Regions from separate parts of the Mus musculus genome. Here all the other regions are linked to region 1. A link is a contact called in public Hi-C and HiChIP or PLAC-seq data. All regions are on one chromosome and are shown on one strand. The core of a region is the stretch at or near the end of the contact, and the rest is flanking DNA. Distances in the headings are between cores, read along the strand shown.

Region 1 (3,812 bases), core at 694-3,193:
GCAGCAGCAGCAGCAGCAGCAGCAGCAGCAGGAGGAGAAGGTATCACCAGTCGTTCACCCATCCACAGGCAAAGCCAGGCCCGTGGAGAGAGAGGGAGCTCTGCTAAGAACCATCTCTCCAGGCTGCAGAGCTCTGCCTTTAGGCTAGGTGAGGAGGAAGCCTCCCTCTGCAGGCCACAGGGGTGGAGTTCCAAGAAAGGGAGCTGGCAAATTCAGTGATTCCAGGGCTGTTTCCAAGCTGAGCGGATAGTGACCAGTTCTGCCACTAGGCTGCAAGGAGGCAAGGTCCTCGTGTGTGTGTGTGTGTGTGTGTGTGTGTGTGTGTGTGTGTGTGCGTGCGTGCGTGTGCGTGTGCGTGTGTGTGTGTGTGTGTGCGTGTGCGTGTGTGTGTGTGTGAAGTTCACCCACACAAGGTCCTGGACTCTTGCTCACTCTGAAGCCCCCATTTAAAGCCTCGTCAGGAGAGCAGAAAAGACCAGAAGCCTCTAACAGACCAGAAGGGTTTTCTGTTCCTCTGGAGTCTGCATCTTTAGAGAAAGGAAGGCAATGGGCAAGGGGTTCCACCCAAGCTGCCAGGAACCAAGGGAGATAGCATGTGTCCCCACTAATCCACTCCGCTAAGGAGAAGAAGGCGCACCAGGCTCCGGATCCCTGGTGAGCAAGCTCCGGGAGCCGGGGGCGCAGCCAGCACCCTGCAGTCTCAGCTTCGCGGGCCGCCAGAGCGGAACGCGCCTCCCTGCCGGCCGAGTCCTCCAGCTGCGCGCAACAGCTCCGCCCGGGTTCCGCTGGGAGGCCACCCGCAGCCTGCAGCCTGTAGCTCGGGCTCGAGTACCCGGCCCCGGAGGCTAGGAAAGGGAGGGCTGGGTCGGGGATCTTCCCCCGGCCAAGCTCAGAATGACATCTGGTTCTTGGGGATCGCAGCTCTGAAATGCTCTTGCAGCCCGCGGGAGACAAAAGTCGGCCGGGAAAGTTTCTGTCCCCCCGGGGCGTGTTCCCCGCGCAAGGCGATGGTCCGGTGGCCTCGGAGCAGCCGGTCGCCAACCCTGGTTCATCGCAGAGAATACCTCGGCGTGGCAGCGAGCAGGCCACCGGACCGATCGGCCACGAGAGGGGGTTCAGGCCACTCGGTCTCCGCCCAGGGTCGCTGCGGGAGCTGCCGCTGAGCCGTTCCGAAGACCCGCAGCGAGCTGGAGTTAACCGAGGGAGCCGGCTGGAGACCGCGCAGAGACTGTGCGGAAACAGCGAGTGTGTCCAGCTCCAGTCCCCGGGCTCAGTGCCTCGCGCTCCCGCTGCGCCCTCCTCCCGATCCCTCTCTAAGTCGGGAGGACCTGCTAGACCCCGCGGCTACAACCCGCGCCCCTTAGTCGCCTCCGCCTCCCACTGCAGCCGAGCTCCGCGGCACCCACGGGACCCGGGAGAGCGCCCCGCGCAGCCGACCCGACCCGGCGCGCGGCTGGAACTCGGGATGCGCGACTGCCGGGCGGCGGAGGCGAGTACTACACTACGGAGGGCGGCCCCGGAGCGCAGATCGGGCAACGAGATGGCACCTAGGGTCCCGCCCGCTCAGCTCCGCGGCTCCTCGCTCCGATAGCGAGCGGCTTCGCGCAGCGCGGGCGGCGGTTTGAGAAGACCGGGAGACACCAGCTAGCCCCACGGGTTCCCAGATCGCCTGCGATCGGAGAGGCGGCAACTTACCCGGAGCGCGCCCGAGAGCCCGAGCAGCAGCAGCGGCAGCACAGAGCCTGTGGTCATCGTCCCCGCCGCGCCGCCCCGGCGCTCGCCCGGTGCCCGGCTTCCCTCGCCGCGGCGATGCTCCGCCCGCGCCCGCCCTGCTTTTCCCCGCACTTGCCGCCCGGGCTCCGGGAGCCAGGCCAAGTGGGCCGGCGGCGCGCTCCCTCCGGCCGGTGCGTCCGCCGGCCTCGCAGCCGCCCGCGCCTCTGTTCCGCGCGCTCGGAACTGCAGGTGAAGCTGAGCGGCGGCCTCGCCGAGGCCCCGCCCCTCCGGCCGGGCCTGACGCGGGCCTTAAAGGAGCCGCTCCCGCGCCCACTCGCTCAGCCGCTTGGCCTGGTTGCTCGCTGGCAGGGCGGCCTCAGTCCCGTGGGACAACTAGAGGCCTGTATGAGCAGACGAAGCCAGGGAGACTGGGTTTCTAGGAGCAAAGACGGTGTGAACCAAAGAAGACTGTGTAGTCTCTGCCCAGCAAGTTAGATGTCCTTTGTAGATTGTGGGACCCCTGCTTGTGATCACACCGTGATGTTAGGTCAACTTCTTTTCAGAGCCCACAGTGAAGAGTGGACACTTCCTTCATCCCTGTGTCATCTAAGTCTCCGGACACAGGCCTTTGTGATGGCCTCCAGCCCTCTGAACAGCTCAGGGATCGGAAGAGAGGGAGAGGGGAGGGGTCACTCTCCAGCTGGGCTGGCTCGGCTGACCCCTTATAGTGTGGGCCTGGCTCTGGCTATCCTCCAAGGTTTGGGAGGATTCCTACCCATTCCTCTGTGTGTGCCAAAATGTAGTTAGGTCTTCTGTATAGGCAAGGAAGAAATCAGAGGCCGCGGAAGGAAGGAAGGGACTCCAGCGGGCAGAGCTGTCAGGCACGTCAGCTCCCTGGGCAGGCCAGCTCCATTTGCTTCGCATGGGCAATTTCCAACCCTGACTGCAGGCATTTCTTTAAGCATCGTATCGCTCTCGCGGAAAAATAAGGGCAGCTTGGACTGTGAGTGAAGGCTTCCCCATCCCTCCCTTGGCTAAGCAATGTACAGAAAAGTGGAGTGTCTGCTCAGATGTTTTTCAAATGTTCTTTGTCTCTCTTCTGAGAAAATCTGTGTCCAGAATACAATAGTTCTGGTTTGAGAAGAGTGAATTAAGTTGCCCCAAGGTCATAGTTAACTTGGACAGAGAGACCTTTTCTTCCTTGCCCCCCCTCCCCCCACTATGGTGGATGACACCCTAGGTCTCCTGACTAGTACTCGAGCCATGGGAAATCAGGGTAACCCAGGGTGCATAGTGGGCTCTGTCCAGAGGTATGAGACTGGGTTTAGCTTGGACCACCAAGTATCTGAACACCAAGCCTGTGCCAACCTGGCCCTATGCCACAGACTGTCCCAGTATTGGCCTGCTAAGGAATGAGAGAGGCTACTAACTTAGCATGGCTGGCTGGGCAGTCTTCAGACTCTTCTATGTCCTTCCCTGGGGAGACAAAGAAACATTCACTCTTGATAGAGAGGTACCCAGACCAAAGCAAGACTTGAGTACAGCTTGGCGAGTCGGTGAGCTTACTGGGGAGGTGAGAAGGAATATGGAGACCTGGAGGAGACAGCTACCCTGTAGATTCAGACACACTGTACAGTCAGGGGGAGATGGCAGCAAATCCTTTTGGAGAGTTCTGTTCTGCTTCTAGGGCACATGTCCCTTAAGGAGATGCCTCCCTCCTGAACATACTTCATCCTGCCCACATCAGCTCCTTCGCTCTTCTTGTATTGAGATGCCTCCGTGGGGGCCACTCTGTGTTCTTAGCCCAGACCTAAGGCAACAGTAAGTCACCTGAAAGAGCCCCTCCTCTCTCCAGCTTAGGTTCTGAGAAGACAGCCATGTCAACTTGAGGGACAAGCCATGGATCTGAGGAAGCAGGTGCCTCCTCAGCACACCTCACCCTTGCCTACAGTTATCTATCTGAGAGTTTTGGCCCTCCAGACAAGCACTGTGACTTCCTGATAGAGCTTACTATCCTAGCATTAACCAGCCCTACTGTGAGTATAGAAGGGTTGTGTAATTTAATCTGCCCCAGGTGTGCACTCACAAGGTTCCCTTTA
Region 2 (4,078 bases), core at 109-2,608, 71 kb after region 1:
CACATTTAGAAGCATGAGTTACCCTAAAGCCACCCCATGCAGATGACAAGTCACAAAAGTGTTATGACTGTGACTGAAGTCCCAGTAGAATTCCATCTCTCTCTTACACTCTAGTGCCTTCCATGAGCACATGCAGGAGCAGGGAGTGGGTTGAACCTCCAGCTAAGGGTCTGATGAATCCACTGTTTCTGTGGAGCCATGTTAACAGGCCTGGCCTTGTGAGGGTCTCATCTTCTGAGGGTCTCACAATAGCGCTCTGATTTCAAGATGACAATGGCCATGTCGTGTCTGGAATCCAGAGCTTCCTCCAACTTCTATAAAAGACCAACAGCAGCAAAGAAAGCCCAGGGCACACATGGAAACAGCATCCAGCCAGCCTGTGAGCCTTTGAAAACAAACCAAGAAAGATAAATAACGATACATAGCTACTAAAGTAATAAAGAAAACTTTGACATTTTAGAGCCAATCTGGTATCAGAAATAGATTTTTATCTTTATTTTTCATTTGCCCTTCCATCTATAGATCTCAATCCAGTAAAGCAAATAAACGGGCTGTGTTACTAGCTATATATTTTACACACGATGGAGGCATCACAGAAAAGCCTTTTCTTCCGCGTCGGTAAATAAAAGTGCTATTTCAAACATAATCAAAGAAATAAGAAATACAGTTGCCAACGAGGCGGCCGACTGCTGCTCTGAGCATCCTCTCAGGAAAGGATCCACGGTGGGGCAGACCTGTGTTCACTCTTCCTGTCGAAGGACAGGACAGGGTCCTGCCCAAGTTACGGGGCAGACACAGCTTCCACTCTGCCATTGAATGATGGAGATGACCAATTCAGGTGTTGGGCTTGTGGCAAGCCATGATGGCAAGTGTCTAAGGGAGAAGGTATAAGGTGACTAGGGGAAGAAGCATCAGGGAAGATGGAGGGGGACAGAGACAGGCATGAGTAGGAGACCCCCTGCCTACTGAGATGGTCAGGTTGGATGACTGCACCAGAGATGGTGCACCCAGCATCCTCAGCATGCACTGGACATCAATCCTTTGCAGTGCTGACCTCTAGGTCAACCTCATGCTTTCATGACAGGCTGGACCACATTCCTAGCACCTTCCAAAGCTAGTCTCTTTATGCAGCCAAGAGGGATACTAACTGGCTCTCTGCAATTCCATTTAGGATTGTTCAATCCCCAGGGACCCCATCTCTGATGGTGACTGAATCTTATCACTGGTTGGAGTCAGAGGCACAACTATGACTAAGTCTTGGAAAGATGTCAGCCTGAGCTTGCACTGGAGAGATCACGGGGTGCTGTGTTGGGGATTCCCTTTGCCTTTTCTGGAAGCTCCATTGGCTTCTCTGGAGGCTGGAATGCAGCCTCCTCTCGTGGATGGTTCAGAATAGCAGATGATAGATTCTGGGAAGCCGCTGACAACAGAGAGTGATGCAGCCCACACTGAAGCAGACTGGCCACTCGGAGATGGCTTGATGCTTGCCCACGTGATCGACCACTGGGGGGCTGAAAGCCAGGGTTTGGGCTGTCTACAGCTCTCTCTCTTCCCCGCTCCTGCTTTGGTCTGGGCATCACTAGTCCTGCTGAGAAGATGGGACAGAGATCTCTCTGCGGCTCTGGGGAGTCTCAATATGTTTTGCAGAAGTAAAAGATGGCGTAATTTATCACGGCTGAACATACGCTTTGTTCAATGACAGGGTAATTAGACATTCTTTCAGCAGACACATTAAATATATACTTATGCATTAAGGCTCTGTGTCTCGGATCAGCTCTGTTGATTTACTCCTTATGCTTGGATCTTTGCCTGTTGATAGCCATATAAAACTAAACTTCCCTGCCAAGGAACGGAAGTGACGGGAGCGAGGGGTGTCTTCCATATGTTACCTGAGTCGAGCTGGGGGATGGGCCAGGAGAGGGAGAAACTGGGATACTCTTGAGCATGTTTGTACACACCCTCACCAGCCAGCTGGGGCGTCCTTCCCTTCCCCCTCCCTCACCTAGCATTAATTATGCATTGGCAAAGATAATTTTGCATATATAATGCTGACCTCTCTCACTAGAGGGCAACAAAACCCCAGCTTAAGGAGCCTCCACCTTCTGTTTCCAGTGACAGGAAGCGTTTAATAAGGAGTCACATGGATTTCATAATGAACTCCCTATTAATTTTACATAAGTGGAAAGTTACTTCGGAACACCAGGCTGAGATCCTGCAGATGCACATTCGGCCTCCTCAACAGGTGGGGAGGAGCAGCTGCCCGCCAATCCTCATGGCTAACATTTGGGGTACATTTCTCCCAGCAATTGTACCTGACTCCTTGGGAGCTGCATTTGCTTGCCCTGCAGACCTCTGACCTGTGTGTTTCTTCCTCCCTCTAGGTAATGACCCCAAGCTATGGAGGAAGCATGCATCGTATTCTGCCCATGTGTCTGACCCTCTACCTCAGCCTGCCTTGCCTTTCATCCCTGGATGGGTCTTGATGCGGCTGCAACCATCATTTTTCTTGACTGACCTGGAATCTCTTCCAGGGAGTTGGACCTTAACCTTAAGGAGTGGAGTCCATTTTGGCTTCTATCCCCAAATATGAAAGCAGAAGACAAGGGAGCCAGCACCAAACCTGTGCTTACTGTGACAATTTTTGTTTTTAGACTTTCACATAATAACTTCAGAAAAGTGATGCCTGGGTGTTCTGTTCCATTTTCTAGGTAGGAAGCATTGGAGAGACTCCACTAAGGAGGGAAGAGCTTTAAAGACCTAGGAACTGGGGTTAGAGAGGTGGGTCAGTGGTCAGAGCACTGGCTACTATTGCAGAGGACCTAGGGTTGGCTCCCTGTACATACATGGTGGCTTATAACCATCTATAACTCCAGTTTCAAGGAATCTAATGATCTTTTCTGACAACCATGGTACTGTACAGACCTGGTGGACATGCATACACTCAGGCAACACCTACACATATAGTAAGTAAATCTAAATAGATTAAAAAAAAAAAGACCTGGACAGTTACCTAGAAACAGAGAGGATCTGACTGGCAAAGCTGCCTGAACGTGTCTTTTATTACTGAAGTCATTTAAAATATTGTTAGGGAAGCCAAGCAAAGCCCCAGGTTCCCAGGCTTTGTACCAGTTGCTACCTGTATGGAGAACACTTGGAATCTCTTCTGTGAGAAGTCTTTCCTGCCCATAAGAGCAATGATCATATTGTCCTCCACAGGCAGAGCAAGATGTGCTACCAGCATCCTTAAACATGGCCTTTTCTTTGGAATGAGTGCTTTAAAGCTGGTTTTCAGCTCTGTCACCTGGTCTCACTTCCCTGGCAGGAGCATGGCCAGGTAGGGGGACAGGAGTGGGTAGAGACCTACAAATGTATTTTTAACATTATTGATGCTGTTATCAGCAACATTGTTATTGTCATTATCATCATCTTAGTCTTCATCATCATCATTGTAGTCATCATTGTCAATGCTATCATCATCATAATCCTTACCATCATTGTCATAGTCATTATTGTCAATATAGTCATTGTCATAGTCAGCATCACCATCATCATCATCATCGTCATCATCTTAGTCATTGTCAATGTTGTCGTCGTCGTCGTTGTCGTCGTGGTCATCATCACTATCACTTTTGCAGTTGACAGTTCTTTGGGTGAAATGCCCAGAGGGCTGCAAAGAAGTGCCAGCTATTTTCCAAGTGTCGCAGTTACTTATCTGTTGCTGTGATAAAACACCATGGCCTAAAGGAACTTACAGAGGCCAACACCATGACCTAAAGGAATCTATAAGGCAGAGTTTATTTGGGTTTATGGTTCCAGAGGTGTAAGGGTCTATCATGGTGGAGAAACATGGCAGCAGGAGCAAAGATAGAATGAAGCAGAAGTGGCTTAAGGTTTCTGATGGCACCTTCAGTGACATAGTTCCTCCAGCAAGTAAACCTTAAACCTACCTCCCTAAGCAGTGCCACCAAGAATTCATATGCCTAAGACCTTGGGGGGGGGCATTTCTCACCCATGCCACCACCAAATCATGTGACATTGAATGAACTTGTAAATGTTTCTGATGGCCCCTTGATTTGGC
Region 3 (3,591 bases), core at 883-3,382, 95 kb before region 1:
GAAGCCCTGATAGCCCAGCACCCACAGCCAGTTCTTGGGGAGCTGCTAGCCCAGCACCCACATCCAGTCACTAGGGACCCAGTGGAATATGAACCCTGACTTTCCCTCTCCAGTGTTTAAAAGCTCAGCCCAGAAACAGAATTTTCTGGGGGAAAAAAGTGACCAAGAGATCACAGCTAAATTTTTAAAAAATCAGAAAGAAGCAGCAGACAGGAAAAATAAAAGAAATGGCCGGGATGTGAGCCCTGACTGAGCTACGATGGCCAGGTGATGTTAAAGGTCTGAGGCCTTTGCTCTTATCCTAAGACTCCAGGGCCCGGGCAACAGACATGGGAAGAAGGCAGCTACATCTACCTGGTGCCAAGCTGAGACCCAGCTTAGCTCTGCTGTTCCTCACAGAGGAGTGAACACTGGTGTCTGGCCTGCTTGTGGGTGGGTGGGGTAGGTGGACTGAGTGGGCCCTGTGCCTGGAGGTTCCTCAGGAAGGCTTGGTGACCAAGATCTCTGTGCCTCTCCAGGACACCGAGAGCACTCAGGGGTACTGAAGTCCAGCAAAGTCTGAGGACCAATCCCAAAACCGCTGTTTATTAAACCAGACCCATAGGTGCCATCTGGGCACAGCTCCAGTGTAGCTGGAGAGGGATGTGGAAGTCACATGCAACCCTCCCTGCCCTGACAAATGCAGGGGTGCATGAGGCTAAGACTGGGTGCTGGGTATGTGTGTTAGGATAAAACCCTCGATAGCCTCCACACGAGATATATACTGGGCAGGAAAAGCTAGGTACCTTGTCCTGATGCAGCTGCATTATATTCAAGTGTGACACATAGGCCATGTCACCAGCCCCTGACTCCCAAACAGGCAGCCAAGTCACAAACAAGGGCTGGGCCATCGGGAAGACGTGGCACTGGGGCCTCTGGGGACCATCAGTCAGCCAGCTGGTTCACATGCTTAACTCTGGGGCCAAAATGCCAGCCCAGCAAAAAGGGATTGACTTTTATGAAGGGAGAGGGAAGGAGGGAGGGGCTAGGGAGAGAGGGGGAGGGGGAGAGGGGGAGGGAGGGAGAGAGAGAGGCTAGGGGGAGGGGGAGAGGGAGGGAAGGAGAGAGAGAGAGGGAGGGAGGGGGAGAGAGAGAGAAGGAGGGAGGGGCTAGGGAGAGAAGGGGAGGGAGGGAGGGAGAGAGAGAGAGAGAGAGAGAGAGAGAGAGAGAATCCCCCATAGATGTGGGGAAAGAGACAGAGACTCAACAAGGGATGAGGGATTCCACCTCATGTAACCCCTTTAGAGAAAGTTAATCTTTGGTCTTGAATTGGTACTGCTAATAAAACTTGAGCCAGGCCTGTCACCAGATCAAAGAGATATTAAGTCACCTCCAAGACTCTGAGGCTCCGAGGCTCTTAGCCTCAAATGACATGGCATGGCACATGTGTTTGGCCCCACTAGGAGCTAGGGGGATTTCTGCTAATGTCTTCCATTCTGCTCTATGCAACATTGCTGTGGGTGACCAGAGTTCCACTGAGGACTGTCTCCTTCTCCAGAGGTGGGTCTTGGTGACAGAGCTGATGCTACACCAGTCTGTGATGTCAGGAGCCTGCCTGACATTCTCAGAGTGTGACCAGTGCAGACTGAGCCAAAAGAAAAAGCAGGTGTTTGGAGATCTGCCAGATGATGCCCAATGGGACACCAGCACCATTTCCTCCACCCCCATGGCTCAAGAGTAGGTGGGGTAAAAACCATCCACAGTATGTCAGGTTCCTGTGTGGATAGGGAGGCTATCTTCCCAAGCGTGATGAAGGATTGTTCCGAAAAACAAGACCCCCAGAATAGCCCAGCCCCAAGACAGCTTCTGTGGTAGCTACTGCACAATGACAATCGGCTCCCACCATCAAGGGACTGAGGGAGGAGGCTCGTGGACATGGAGGTGCCCACCTCTCTCGCCTGCCATCCTCTGGTGCCCGAGGCTGCCAGCACGGTGCAGCCCGGGCCAAGCCAATCACGGCTGTTCCGGAGCCTTCTGCAGGGCTCTGAGCACCCGGCTGCAATCAGATTACACGCACCAGCGCCCAGCCCTGCTCACTCCAAACAGAACGAATCCATTCATTAACACCAAGGCCAATTAAAAAGCAGGCATGCTCCCAATAAAGCGCTCCCTCAGGCCAGGCATTCTCATCCTGTCCCAGGAAGCCTCGCTAAGCGACCACTGCCCAACGCAGCGTGGCTCCTGGGGAACAAACGGGCGGAGGGAAGGGAGAGGGGCTGGACAAATAGCCACCACTATTCCATTTCCCTAGCAATGACAAAAGGTTTGTTCATCAGCTCCCTGGAGCCCTCACAGCCTTAACACAGCGTTAAGCCCCACACAGCTTGCTTCAGATCAAGTTTTATAGAGAGCTCATTTGTGTATTTTCATTAAAGTGCTTAATATCCAAGTGACAGAGAGAAAAAAAAAACCCTGCCTTCCCATTATGGGCTCTATAAAAGCAATATTGTAAAAAAAAAAAAAAAAAAAAAAAAACAAACCATTGAGTTATTTACAAAGCCAAAGATGTAATCAGTATTTAAACACTCGCTGGGAAGACCCATCTTGTGGTAATACTGGTCACAACGATAGTGAGATTGGCAGCTACTATTCAAATTCTCTCTGGATCCTAGGACACCAGGCTTCCTCCTTCAAGAATAAAATCCCAGGACCCCCTCCTGCCATGGCCCCCAGGGGTGAGGCCTTAACATTGGAACAAAGACTCAAACTACAGCCAGGAGGGCCAGCAGAGCTCTTTGATGTTCAGTTAAGGGGTGGGGTGTGGGGGTGAACTGGAGTGTTTGTGTTGAATAAATAAGATTCATAAATTCATTTTGTGTTTCTGACACAGTTGATTATTGTATGATGCCTGTCTAGAGGTGGTTTCTTTTTTGTTGTTGTTTGTTTGTTTTTTTTTTCCAGGTGTTTTTTTTTTAAATATATTTTTATTACGTATTTTCCTCAATTACATTTCCAATGCTATCCCAAAAGTCCCCCATACCCTTCCCCCCCACTTCCCTACCCACCCATTCCCATTTTTTTGGCCCTGGTGTTCCCCTGTACTGGGGCATATAAAGTTTGTGTGACCAATGGGTCTCTCTTTCCAGTGATGGCCGACTAGGCCATCTTTTGATACATATGCAGCTAGAGTCCAGAGCTCCGGGGTACTGGTTAGTTCACAATGTTGTTCCACCTATAGGGTTGCAGATCCCTTTAGCTCCTTGGGTACTTTCTCTAGCTCCTCCATTGGGAGCCCTGTGATCCATCCAATAGCTGACTGTGAGCATCCACTTCTGTGTTTGCTAGGCCCCGGCATAGTCTCACATGAGACAGCTATATCTGGGTCCTTTCAGCAAAATCTTGCTAGTGTATGCAATGGTGTCAGCGTTTGGAAGCTGATTATGGGGTGGATCCCTGGATATGGCAGTCTCTAGATGGTCCATCCTCAGAGGTGTTTTCTAAACTCACTATTTGTCCTCTATTTAGGCCAGCATGGCATGGCCACCAATCAATCCTTCCTTTCTTCCTTTCTTCCTTCCTTCCTTCCTTCCTTCCTTCCTTCCTTCCTTCCTT

What was found. A called contact is a pair of places that touch in the nucleus more often than the background predicts. HiChIP or PLAC-seq counts read pairs in DNA pulled down with a chosen protein or histone mark.
Region 2: a contact with region 1 is called in a Hi-C map of cerebral cortex, with 1.8 times the contacts expected there. The contact joins the enhancer-like site here to the promoter of Cdh4 in region 1. A contact is called at or near these places in 3 of 39 promoter capture datasets (the 3T3-L1 cell line, embryonic stem cells and stem cell-derived epiblast-like cells), 1 of 484 Hi-C or Micro-C datasets (cerebral cortex), 2 of 115 datasets of contacts at active chromatin or transcription factors (embryonic forebrain and embryonic stem cells) and 2 of 9 other capture datasets (adipose tissue and liver).
Region 3: a contact with region 1 is called in an H3K4me3 HiChIP or PLAC-seq map of neural progenitor cells, with 4 times the contacts expected there. The contact joins the enhancer-like site here to the promoter of Cdh4 in region 1. A contact is called at or near these places in 1 of 39 promoter capture datasets (embryonic stem cells), 8 of 484 Hi-C or Micro-C datasets (cerebellar granule neurons, cerebellum, embryonic stem cells and 4 more), 7 of 115 datasets of contacts at active chromatin or transcription factors (astrocytes, embryonic forebrain, embryonic stem cells and 2 more) and 2 of 9 other capture datasets (embryonic stem cells and pancreatic islet).

The regions. Positions count from the first base shown.
Region 1 is chr2:179,440,562-179,444,373 of GRCm38.p6, reverse strand. Cdh4 (cadherin 4) reads right to left here and starts at 1,943. Exons shown (of 16, transcript NM_009867.3): 1 at 1,696-1,943. The coding sequence starts at 1,752.
Region 2 is chr2:179,369,076-179,373,153 of GRCm38.p6, reverse strand. No RefSeq gene overlaps it. Among named protein-coding and RNA genes, the nearest start is that of 4930591A17Rik, 44 kb to the left of the region's middle. Within about 2 kb of position 1,358, at least 3 of the 459 cell types and tissues checked have an H3K27ac peak or open chromatin away from gene starts, as enhancers often do. A contact at or near this core is called in cerebral cortex, where this site is marked.
Region 3 is chr2:179,536,067-179,539,657 of GRCm38.p6, reverse strand. The region is part of intron 2 of Cdh4 (cadherin 4); the gene reads right to left. Among named protein-coding and RNA genes, the nearest start is that of Gm52541, 16 kb to the right of the region's middle. Within about 2 kb of position 2,132, at least 50 of the 459 cell types and tissues checked have an H3K27ac peak or open chromatin away from gene starts, as enhancers often do. A contact at or near this core is called in cerebellar granule neurons, cerebellum, embryonic forebrain and 4 more, where this site is marked.